Linked DNA regions of Mus musculus: regions 1 and 3 are each linked to region 2. Evidence: chromatin contacts called from public Hi-C data. All regions are on one chromosome and are shown on one strand. The core of a region is the stretch at or near the end of the contact, and the rest is flanking DNA. Distances in the headings are between cores, read along the strand shown. Region 1 holds the start of Ms4a20 (membrane-spanning 4-domains, subfamily A, member 20). Region 2 overlaps Ms4a6d (membrane-spanning 4-domains, subfamily A, member 6D). Region 3 overlaps Ms4a13 (membrane-spanning 4-domains, subfamily A, member 13).

Evidence for each region. Hi-C and Micro-C count contacts between places; a contact is called where the count stands out from the background.
Region 1: a contact with region 2 is called in a Hi-C map of Th1 cells, with 4 times the contacts expected there. A contact is called at or near these places in 3 of 39 promoter capture datasets (embryonic stem cells, liver and stem cell-derived epiblast-like cells), 1 of 484 Hi-C or Micro-C datasets (Th1 cells) and 1 of 9 other capture datasets (liver).
Region 3: a contact with region 2 is called in a Hi-C map of bone marrow-derived macrophages, with 18 read pairs. A contact is called at or near these places in 1 of 39 promoter capture datasets (cranial neural crest), 5 of 484 Hi-C or Micro-C datasets (bone marrow-derived macrophages, conventional type 1 dendritic cells, embryonic stem cells and 1 more) and 1 of 9 other capture datasets (embryonic stem cells).

Annotation. Positions count from the first base shown.
Region 1 is chr19:11,129,166-11,132,328 of GRCm38.p6, reverse strand. Ms4a20 (membrane-spanning 4-domains, subfamily A, member 20) reads left to right here and starts at 1,451. Exons shown (of 7, transcript NM_027058.1): 1 at 1,451-1,843.
Region 2 is chr19:11,587,765-11,591,199 of GRCm38.p6, reverse strand. Ms4a6d (membrane-spanning 4-domains, subfamily A, member 6D) reads left to right here. Exons shown (of 7, transcript NM_026835.2): 5 at 1,004-1,210; 6 at 3,135-3,236. Among named protein-coding and RNA genes, the nearest start is that of Ms4a6d, 15 kb to the left of the region's middle.
Region 3 is chr19:11,182,419-11,185,656 of GRCm38.p6, reverse strand. It overlaps Ms4a13 (membrane-spanning 4-domains, subfamily A, member 13), which reads left to right. Exons shown (of 7, transcript NM_001347435.1): 4 at 498-554; 5 at 1,733-1,852. Among named protein-coding and RNA genes, the nearest start is that of Ms4a13, 13 kb to the left of the region's middle.

The DNA of each region.
Region 1 (3,163 bases), core at 202-2,701, 460 kb after region 2:
TTCCTTTGGGGTTGTAGACACTGGTAGATTGTTCTTGTCCTAGTGAGTGGCCCAATACTTCTGAGCATAGACAGATTGGACTCCATGAGTTGTATAGGAGGAGGAGAAATGAGGCTTGAAGGAAGATAAGTTGGGGACTCTCAAATGAGTTGGACAGAGGACAAAGAATGGATACAATCAAGATACATTGTATACATGTTTGAATTTCTCAAATAGTAGATAGTATTATTCAAAAATTCATCAAATGTTCAACTGCCAAAATGCCAAAAGCCTTATTCCCAACTACTATCCATAATTCATCATCTGTTAGGAATATGAATCATGTCCTGGGGCTAACCAGTTGGTATTGGATAACCAATCAGGAGGCTCACCCCTGGAAAAGACTAATCTCCGTCTAACAGTTATTCATTATTTGCATTTCTTCTGTTCCTGTGCTGCTTTTTCATTCTTATTTTTTTTAATTTTCATACAATAGTTTGATCACATCATATCCACAGCCCCCAAGTCCTACCAGATCTTCCTCACCTTCCTACCCACCCAGCTTTATGTTCTTTCTCACTCTCAAAAGAAAAAACATTCAAAGGCAAAAACCACTAAGCCATAACAACACACACGCCAGAAAACTCGGAGGCCATTTTCTGTCAATCAACTAAAGCATGCACAAATTCATGTCAGACAAAATCCCAGCACAAAAGGAGAGGAGTGGGCACAAAGTCCTATCCCTAACTAAGGAGCTATTTGTAATTAATACCTATGGGAAAGGGAGAATCCGTTTTCTCCACTGTAGAAATAAGGTGTGCTCCTTCAAAGAGGTGGGTCTCAGACCAGCGCTGGGCCACCACTACTCAGTAGTAGAGGCTACCACAACTGCTCTCCAACCCCATCTTGGTTGTGAACAAGGACAAAGAAGCTCATACTGGCCAGACGGTGGTGGCGCACGCCTTTAATCCCAGCACTTGGGAGGCAGAGACAGGCGGATTTCTGAGTTCGAAGCCAGCCTGGTCTACAAAGTGAGTTCCAGGATAGCCAGGGCTATACAGAGAAACCCTGTCTCGAAAGAAAGGAAAGAAAGAAAGAAAGAAAGAAAGAAAGAAAGAAAGAAAGAAAGAAAGAAAGAAAGAAAGAAAGAAAGAAAGAGAGAGAGAGAGAAAGAGAGAGAGAGAGAGAGAGAGAGAGAGAGAAAGAGAGAGAAAGAAAGAGAGAGAGAAAGAGAGAAAGAAAGAGAAAGAAAGAGAGAAAGAGAGAGAGAAAGAGAGAGAGAGAGAGAGAGGGAGGGAGGGAGGGAGGGAGGGAGGGAGGGAGGGAGAAAGAAAGAAAAAAGAAAGAAAAAGAAGAAGAAGAAGAAGTTCATGCTGTGCATCTAGCAGTTTTATTATCCTCAGAGAATTGTGGGATCAGCAGGGCTACAGCGCGCCACTATCCCCAGTGCCCACGTGGTCTCTCACTCAGTACCCTTGGTAACCACGTTCTTGACCACAACCGCAGCTTTAGATCCTCGCGAGTAGGGAATGAAGGGGTACCACACAGGAGGCAGCGCCCACTGGGCTCCACTGGATGCCAGGTTGCCCACCAGACCACATCACTCTGGCCCTGGGCTCAGGGCATGATGTGAGTGTGAGAGCTTTGGCCCGGTTGCCATTAAGACTCACTCCAGGTCACACTGAGGGCAAGGGTTGCTAGTCCCTGGCCGCTGGGACTCTCTCATCCTGAGTTCTCCCATCACCATCACTAAGAATGTTTTTCTGGTAACCGAAGTTGAATTGAGACATCCAAGGTCATCTATGCATTTGGACAAGATTCAGACATCTAGGCGGCTTGTCCGGCTTTACCGGGGAGAATCTAAGTAAGTAAACACCAGTGGGAAGACTCCACGTTATGTGATCCATCAGATTGAGTTCTGGGGAGAAAATGTTGTTTATCCTTATACCTAATACTTTGAACTACCCTAGAGTTTCCTTTTGAACCTAAAAGGCTACATTACCAGAGTCCCTTATTAAGTAATAACTCTCTTATCTCTGTCTCTCTGCTCCCTACCTCTCCCCTCTCTATGTCTCTATCTGTCTCTGTGTGACTGTCTCTCTGTTCCCCACTCCCGACTCAAATACATATGTTCACATAGCCTGGACTTTAAACATTATCATTCGACACATACCATCCAAACTTGATGAAAGTTGCTGAGTCCCAGATTGTTCTTAGAGACAATAGCAAACAGCACAGTGTTGCTATCTAACCCACCTTCCCTCTAATTCCTTTCTTTGTTGATATTAAACCAATAAATGGTGTGAGCCTATATGATAACACCTGTCACCTCAGATACCCTGAAACAAAAGCCAGTCCTCCTGGGTTGCTACAAACACCAGGAGTCCACAGAAGCTTAGATGTCATCTGCCATTGCGCTCCAAGGATGTGTCACACAGGATGTGTTTAAATTCTGCAGTGTGGAGGGTGAATGTGACACAACACATGGAAAATATGACATCTCAGTGGACCAGAGACTGATGAAAAATGACTAGAGTATTACTTTACAATTTTATAAGCTCTTGTTTCTATGTAACCTTCCCTCTTAGAAGTATGTTTTCTGGTACTTGGAAATGATTAATTTCCCCTGTCATTTGTCTTGAAATACCTTTTTTTTTTAACTTTTTTAAATTGTTATTTATTAATTTAGCATGAATTTATAATAATTTAAGTTTCCTTATCTTACTGAGGATCTCAAGTTCTATCTGATAGTGGCTGGTGGCTAGGTTGTCAGTATAATTTCAATACTAATTTTCTTATTTTTGCTGTTTTATTTATTTCTCCATTAATTTATTTATTCATTTTACATCCTGATTGATGCCCTCATGCCCCCTCACAAGGTGCATATCCCAACCCCCCACTTCACCTCTGAAAGGGTGTCCCCCACCCCATATCATCCCCCCATTTCCCACCCTACCTCCATCCCCCACCCCACACCCTACCCCCAACTCTCTCCCATCAAGTCTCTAAAAGGTTAGTCAAATCCTCTCCCACTGAGGCCAGACAAGGCAGTCCAGTTGTTCATGGACAAACAACAGCTTTAGGGACAGCCCTGGGTCCAGTTGTTGGAGAACTGAGCTACACATTTGCTACATATGTGCCAGGGGCCTCAGTCCAGCCCAGTCCAGTCTTTGGTTGCTGACTC
Region 2 (3,435 bases), core at 545-3,044:
CCAGGGTGGCAGCAGACAGTCACTGAGGAACTGACAACTTGAGAACACTAATCTGGGGATATCTGGTCTTGTGTCTTGACATTCGCCCAGTCTTGACTGCTTTCTTTCTTCCTCTCACTGTTTGTGTTCATATTGTATTATTCTTTGTCCTCTTTTGACAAAGGATAGAGTCTTCTGTACCTTACCCTTAGCATAGCCAGTCATATGCTTATACACACCCCAGGGCCTGGTTGATGTTACAAACCAGGTCCTCACATTTATCTTCAGGTGTATGTGCTTTTGAGAGAGAGGTTGTATGCCAGGTGGTGGGAGTATTAACTACTCTACCCACCACTCTTGTGTGTTTCTGAGGGTTCCATGGAGGTCTCTAAGTATATGAGTCAGATTTACTTTCTGCAACAAACACATGGGATGAATCAACTTATGAAGAAGAAAGGTTTATTTGGGCTTACATTTTAAGAAGTCTTCATACATGACTGTGTGAATCTGTTCCTTTGGAACTACTAGAGAGGCAGAGCATGTTTGGAAACAAGGTATGACAAATCTTCAATCAGGCTACACTGGCAAATGTTTCTACCACTTTACACTAGCATCCACCTGGAAATTAGGTCTTCATCACACAATTTTTTGGGGTCAGGGGAGGCATGCAAGATCCAAATTGTATCACTAAAGGTATTGGTAGATAGGGAAAATTTGGGTTCTGTATTCCCACCTTTGGCTACACGCTATCGGAGAATTTTCAGGTTTATCTAACAGGATGCTACTTGTAGTCATAGATGAAGCTGATAGAAAGACACTATTTTCTTCCCTGCCTCTGAAGTACTGTCTGGCATGGGATCATACTTTCCCAATCATAATTTACCTTCTGGGTTTATATGTTTGCAGACACTAGAGGGCATTGAGAAATAAACTATTGTAGGTTTAGATCCTGAAAGAGACAAGCAGCTGGGCCTATTATAGTGTAGTGAATAAGAGGCATATGTGATGTGTGTTGTCATTCCAGGTTCACAGCAGCCTAGCCCTGAGCATCCTGAGTGTCCTCTCTGCTCTTACAGGCATCGCTATTCTCTCTGTCAGTTTGGCTGCTTTAGAGCCTGCCTTGCAGCAATGTAAGCTGGCTTTCACACAACTAGACACAACCCAAGATGCTTATCATTTCTTTAGCCCTGAGCCATTAAACAGCTGCTTCGTGGCCAAAGCTGCTCTGACTGTAAGTATTTCAAAAGGAAATGTTCCAGGTTTTAAAGATGTTTTTTGACAGCATATTTCTTCTGTTCCCTGATTCAAAACTCTGTTCATTCTTTTTGTTGTTGTTGTTTTTGTTTTTAATTTATTAGTTTTTAAAACTAATATATAAAGTAATTGGTTTCATTGTGGTATTTTCATAGACATTTTTATTTTTATTTTAACTCTTGCTTGTACATTTAGGATAAAGCCAGAGTCATGGAAGACAGAGGCAAGAATGAACATATTGTTAAAATTCTACACCGAGTGGTCGTGTAGTAATAGCAAAATATTGAGGGAAATTACCAAATTAAGTAGATGATAAAACTATAAAGACCACCCCTATTTTCTAAGGATTAAGAAGGCATTAGAGGAATAAAGGATGCAGTTTTAGAGGCATAAAGGATGAGGTTGTCAAACCAAGAGTCTTACTTTATGGGGTAGTGAGTGAAGAGAGGCAAGCATACCAGAAAAACGAAACAAAAGAAAACAGATAATCAGGAAATGCATGAACCATGGTGCATGTGTGTGGTACAGGCATGAAGTGAACTGAGCAAACCTCAGCCACAAGTTGAGAAACAGCGTGGGAAATGCGGGGGTAGGGGGGAAGTCAGGGCATCTACTCCCTCCAGTAATCACAGTAGCAAGGAGCACCAAGCCCGTGTGGAAGTGAGCTCAAGGCTGCTTTCATTACAACACAAAGAGATGGGATTGTTAAATGAGGAGAAAAAGAAATCCAGAGAAATGGAGAAGAGTAACTGGCAGGATGTGAGGGCCTCCATCTCATCAGAAACACATCCATAGTCCTGTAACTATAAAAGTCAGATGAGCAAGAGACAGCTAGACAAATCACAGTCAATCAGTTCTCAACCCCAGGCTTTCTCAGATCCTTATGGAGCTGGGCCCAGGGAGTCTTCCTTAGTTATGAAAACCACAACAATAAAAAATGTTTGCATTAGACACATAACAATGCGAGAAAATTAACATCTGGAATAACTATGCCTGATTTTAGAAGCCTGAAGAATTGGGGAGGAATCTGGGTGGACCACAAAGAATGATGGCATCATGGGATAGTTTCACACTGTAAGTCAGAGACTGGCTTGAGTGTATTTCCTGGGACAGTGTCTAGGTACTGGAGGCATGCGCCGTCTCTTTTCTACCCGTGCCGTGTGCGCAGATAAATGAAGAGTTTACAGTGTGACACTCATCTTCCTTCCTATCAAGCGATCTTCATGAAGACCTTGGGACAGAGTCACGGGATATGTGTTCTTTACATAGATCCTTCTTTGAGTTGATTTTTGATGTCACAGACTTAGAAACTGGATTGCTTTTCTGCCTTTCACCATCACACACACACACACACACACACACACACACATACACACACACACACACACACAAATCAATCCTAAGGAAGAAGGTTCTATCAATGCCAACTTAAAAAGAGTTTGCTTGCATGATCAGAACCTCACTAACCCTCACAAGTCTCTGCAGAGGAAATACTACACAGGTGTGATAAGAGAGCATACAGAAACTAGAAAATTAAAGACTTACCCAGCCCCACACTAATCAAGAGAGCCAAGAGCAGGAACTGTTGACTCTGACCTGGGGTCACTACTCCTCTCTACTTCCTCATTGAGTGAACAGTATAGTCAGGATCCATGTCCAAGAAGGGTGAGAAATGGCAGAAAATGGCTTTGTTGATTTAGCTTGTTCTCTTCCCCTACTTGCTCCAAGGAATAAAGGGACCAGGCATCAATTTTAGCCCATCTGTAGGTCTGGGAGGATCCTTTCCCTTCTTGATGGTGTCTCTGATGGTGAAGATGGTTTCATCTTTACAATCACCTTCCACCCAGGAATGAGGGCATCAGCTGACTCAGTCACACCATCCTCTCTTCTCCTGAATTTAGGGAGTCTTTTCACTGATGCTAATCAGCAGTGTGTTGGAGCTTGGCCTGGCTGTCCTCACTGCCACACTGTGGTGGAAACAGAGCTCCTCTGCTTTCTCTGGGGTAAGTATGCTAGAGGCCACTTGAATCTTCCCTGGTGTTCCTCTGGGATATATTAGTCAATGCCACTAAGAATATCAGACAGAATAATCAGCCATCGTGAAATGTATACCACGTGGCTTTTTTTTTAAATGGGGAGGGTCCTTAGTAGATATTGGAGAGAGGAGACAGAAGTATAGATGATAAGGAATACCTGGACAAG
Region 3 (3,238 bases), core at 92-2,591, 410 kb after region 2:
AAAATTCGGGCACCCTGTGGCCTTAATGGAGACTATAGCCTCTCAATGGAGAGACTACTTTGTACAGTCATGATGTCCAAGTGGGTTTATGGGCCACCTTTTCCACATCTGAATGTGTACACAGTCATGGCAGTCCCTGACTTCTTACTGGGGGTAAAAGTTGGAATAGCACCTGAATGAGTTATGTAAGAGGAATCACATAACCAAACTTGACTGTGGGTTCGGGAGGGCTTAAGAAGCCTACAGCCTCAATCCTGCCCTCTGTCCCCTGCTTATGCCTGTTGTGACCCTCCTGCTACTTTCAATACCTGACACCTTTTGAAAAAATCATTACCTCATAATGGAAGCTCATCTTAACCCCTTCTACTAAAACGTCTCTCTTTGTTACTATTACAATTCTGAAAACCATTGGCCTGGAAAATAGAGCTGTTTCAAAATATGCTTAAGTTGCTGAATACTATTCAATGAGTATTTACCAATACGTGTTTTGTGTCTAGTTTGTCATTTCAGGGGCCTTCACTGTAAAAGCAGCAAAATATCAAAGTAGACATATGGTGAGTTGAAATGTGGGGGGATGTCTCTAGTATGCACTTTCACAAAATAGAAGAGGTTTGAATGAAAAGATAAGGTTGGGACTGGAGAGATGGCTCGGCAGCTAAGAGCACTTGGGGCTCTTACAAAAGACATGAGTTCAGTTCCCCTCACCCACATTGGCTCACAACTTCCAGTAACTCCAACTCCTAAGATACACAGGTGAATCTTTACAATAAAGAAAAATTAGTCTCTAAACAAGAAAGGAATTTACCATCTCTAAAAAAATAAATGAGGGAAATAAAAACCTGAGATCAGATTACTTAATGTAGACTGGATACACTAGTTAACAATAACAATGACCTTCTGCAAAAACATCTAAATTTAAATAATAATAATTTTGTTTGAATTTCTACTCTTAACCATTGCCTGACCAGTGTTATTAAATTTGTTTATAGGCTCTAAAGCCTTTCTTCTATGTGAACATTCACGTGCTTTAATAGTTCATTTTCTGGTCAACCCACTTTGGGAATATGGTTGTACTTTGTATCAAAGTAGGGAATTCTACAAGAAAAAAAAAATCTGTCCATGGTGTAAATGGGAACTGTTTAGAAATAAAAATATTAGAATTTTAGACCTGAAAGACACCTTAGAAATCAATTGATCTTAAATTTTTACGCATTAAGAACTCTGGGAATGGATAGATGGCTCAGGAATTAGGAGCAATAACTGCTCCTACAGAGAACTCAGGTTCTTCCCCCAGCACGGACATGGTGGCTCATAGCCATCTGTGATTCAGCTTCAAGTGGCTCGGACGCCCCCTTCTGTTCTTCATGAGCACTGCATGTATTTGATACACTGACAAACATCCAGGCAAATCATCCATAAGCATAAATAAATAAAATCTCAAATCTAAATTTAAAAAAAGTTCTGATATCTGTCATATTGACAGATGCTCCCAGCTAATAAAACCCGGGGATTCAAACATACAAAGGTTTTGAGAACTGATAGAATTCAAAAATTGGCAGCTTCTGATGATAGATTCATGAAATGGCAAGCATAAGCACATGTCGAAAGCTTCACAAACTACAAACAGATTTGAACTAGATTTTTAAAAGTAAAACAAAAACAAACAGATAAACAAAAAACATATGCAAAGTACTTCTGAATGTTGTACGTTTATGCCATGTCTCCTTTTCAGATTCTCTGTACTATGTCCCTGAACATACTCTGCATAATTATTACGATCGTTGCAGCCAGCCTAACAATAGTGGAATTGTCTCATTTCCGTTCGGTGTCATATAGAAATTATGGACAAGCAGTAAGTAACTGATTCTATAGAAATATCTTTCTTTTAACATTTGTAATGATACTTTATTCTTTGAAAGTTTTGCACAATATAGTTTGATCATATTTACCACCCACTTTCCCACAACTCCATTCGGATCCACCCCCATCTCCCTATTCCAAATTCATTTTTTGCATTCTGTTTATTTCAATAACCAGTGGAGACTATTTTGTGCTACTCTTATGCTTTCAGGTGTGAGGCCATCCCCTGGAGTGTAATCGACCTCCCTAGGGCTATGTCCTTTAAGAAAACTGACTCTCCTTGCCCTGGAGCTGTCAACTGTCAGTAGACCCTCAGTTAGGGATGGAGACTCCTGAGCTGCCTCTCCCCAACCTCTTCCACACTAGAATATTAATCAGTTTGATCTTGTGTGCATCTTGTTCAGGAAAACACAGGTGCTGTGAGTTTGTGAGTCCAGCATCCCCCAGCCTTCCAGAAGACACAAAAATGCTGGTCCTCTGTGATCTCTGCCTCTTAATGAGCTGTTTGTCTCCTCTTCCAAGGTGGTCCTGAGCCACGTGTGTGTGTGTATGTGTGTGTGTGTGTGTGTGTGTGTGTGTGTGTGTGTGTGACATGTATATATGTGAAGGCCAGAGAATAACTTCAGGTGCCATTTCTCAGGTACTGTCCTTGATTTTTGAGATAGGGTCATTAGCCTCAAACTCCCCAAATAGGCTAGGCTATCTGGCTAGTGAGCACAGGCACTGACCTGTCTCTGCCTCCTCAACAGATTGTGCACTCTCACTACCCTCTACACATACCCCCCCCCTCTCTCTCTCTCTCTTTCTCTCTCCTTTCTTCTCTGTCTTGCTTACAAGGAAGCACTTAACTAAGCCTCTATGTGGATTTTGCTTTAACACCTCAGAGCTAAATGTATATCAGTCTTATCTTTTGTACTCCAGACATAACTACATAGAAATGTGATGTATCGTACTACAGTAAATGTGAATAGCCTTGTTAACACAAGAGATTTACTTGACTTGCATTGGCTTAAAATCCAGAATCATCAGAAAATGGAAAGATCTCCCATGCTAATAGATCAGTAGGATTAACACAGTAAAAGTGGCCATCCTACACAAAGCAATCTATAGATTCAATTCCATCCCCATCAAAATTCCAACACAATTCTTTGCAGACCTTGAAAGGATAATTCTCAACTTTATATAGGAAGATAACACACCCAGGAAAGCTAAAACAATCCTGAAAAATAGACAAACAGCAGAGTTATCACTATCTCTGATCTCAAGCTCTACTACAAAGCTACAGTAATAAAAACCACAAAATACTCACGTAAATAAACATGGTGATTAAGGGACTCAAACCAAAGAAGACCCAGACATAAATCTACACACCTGTGGG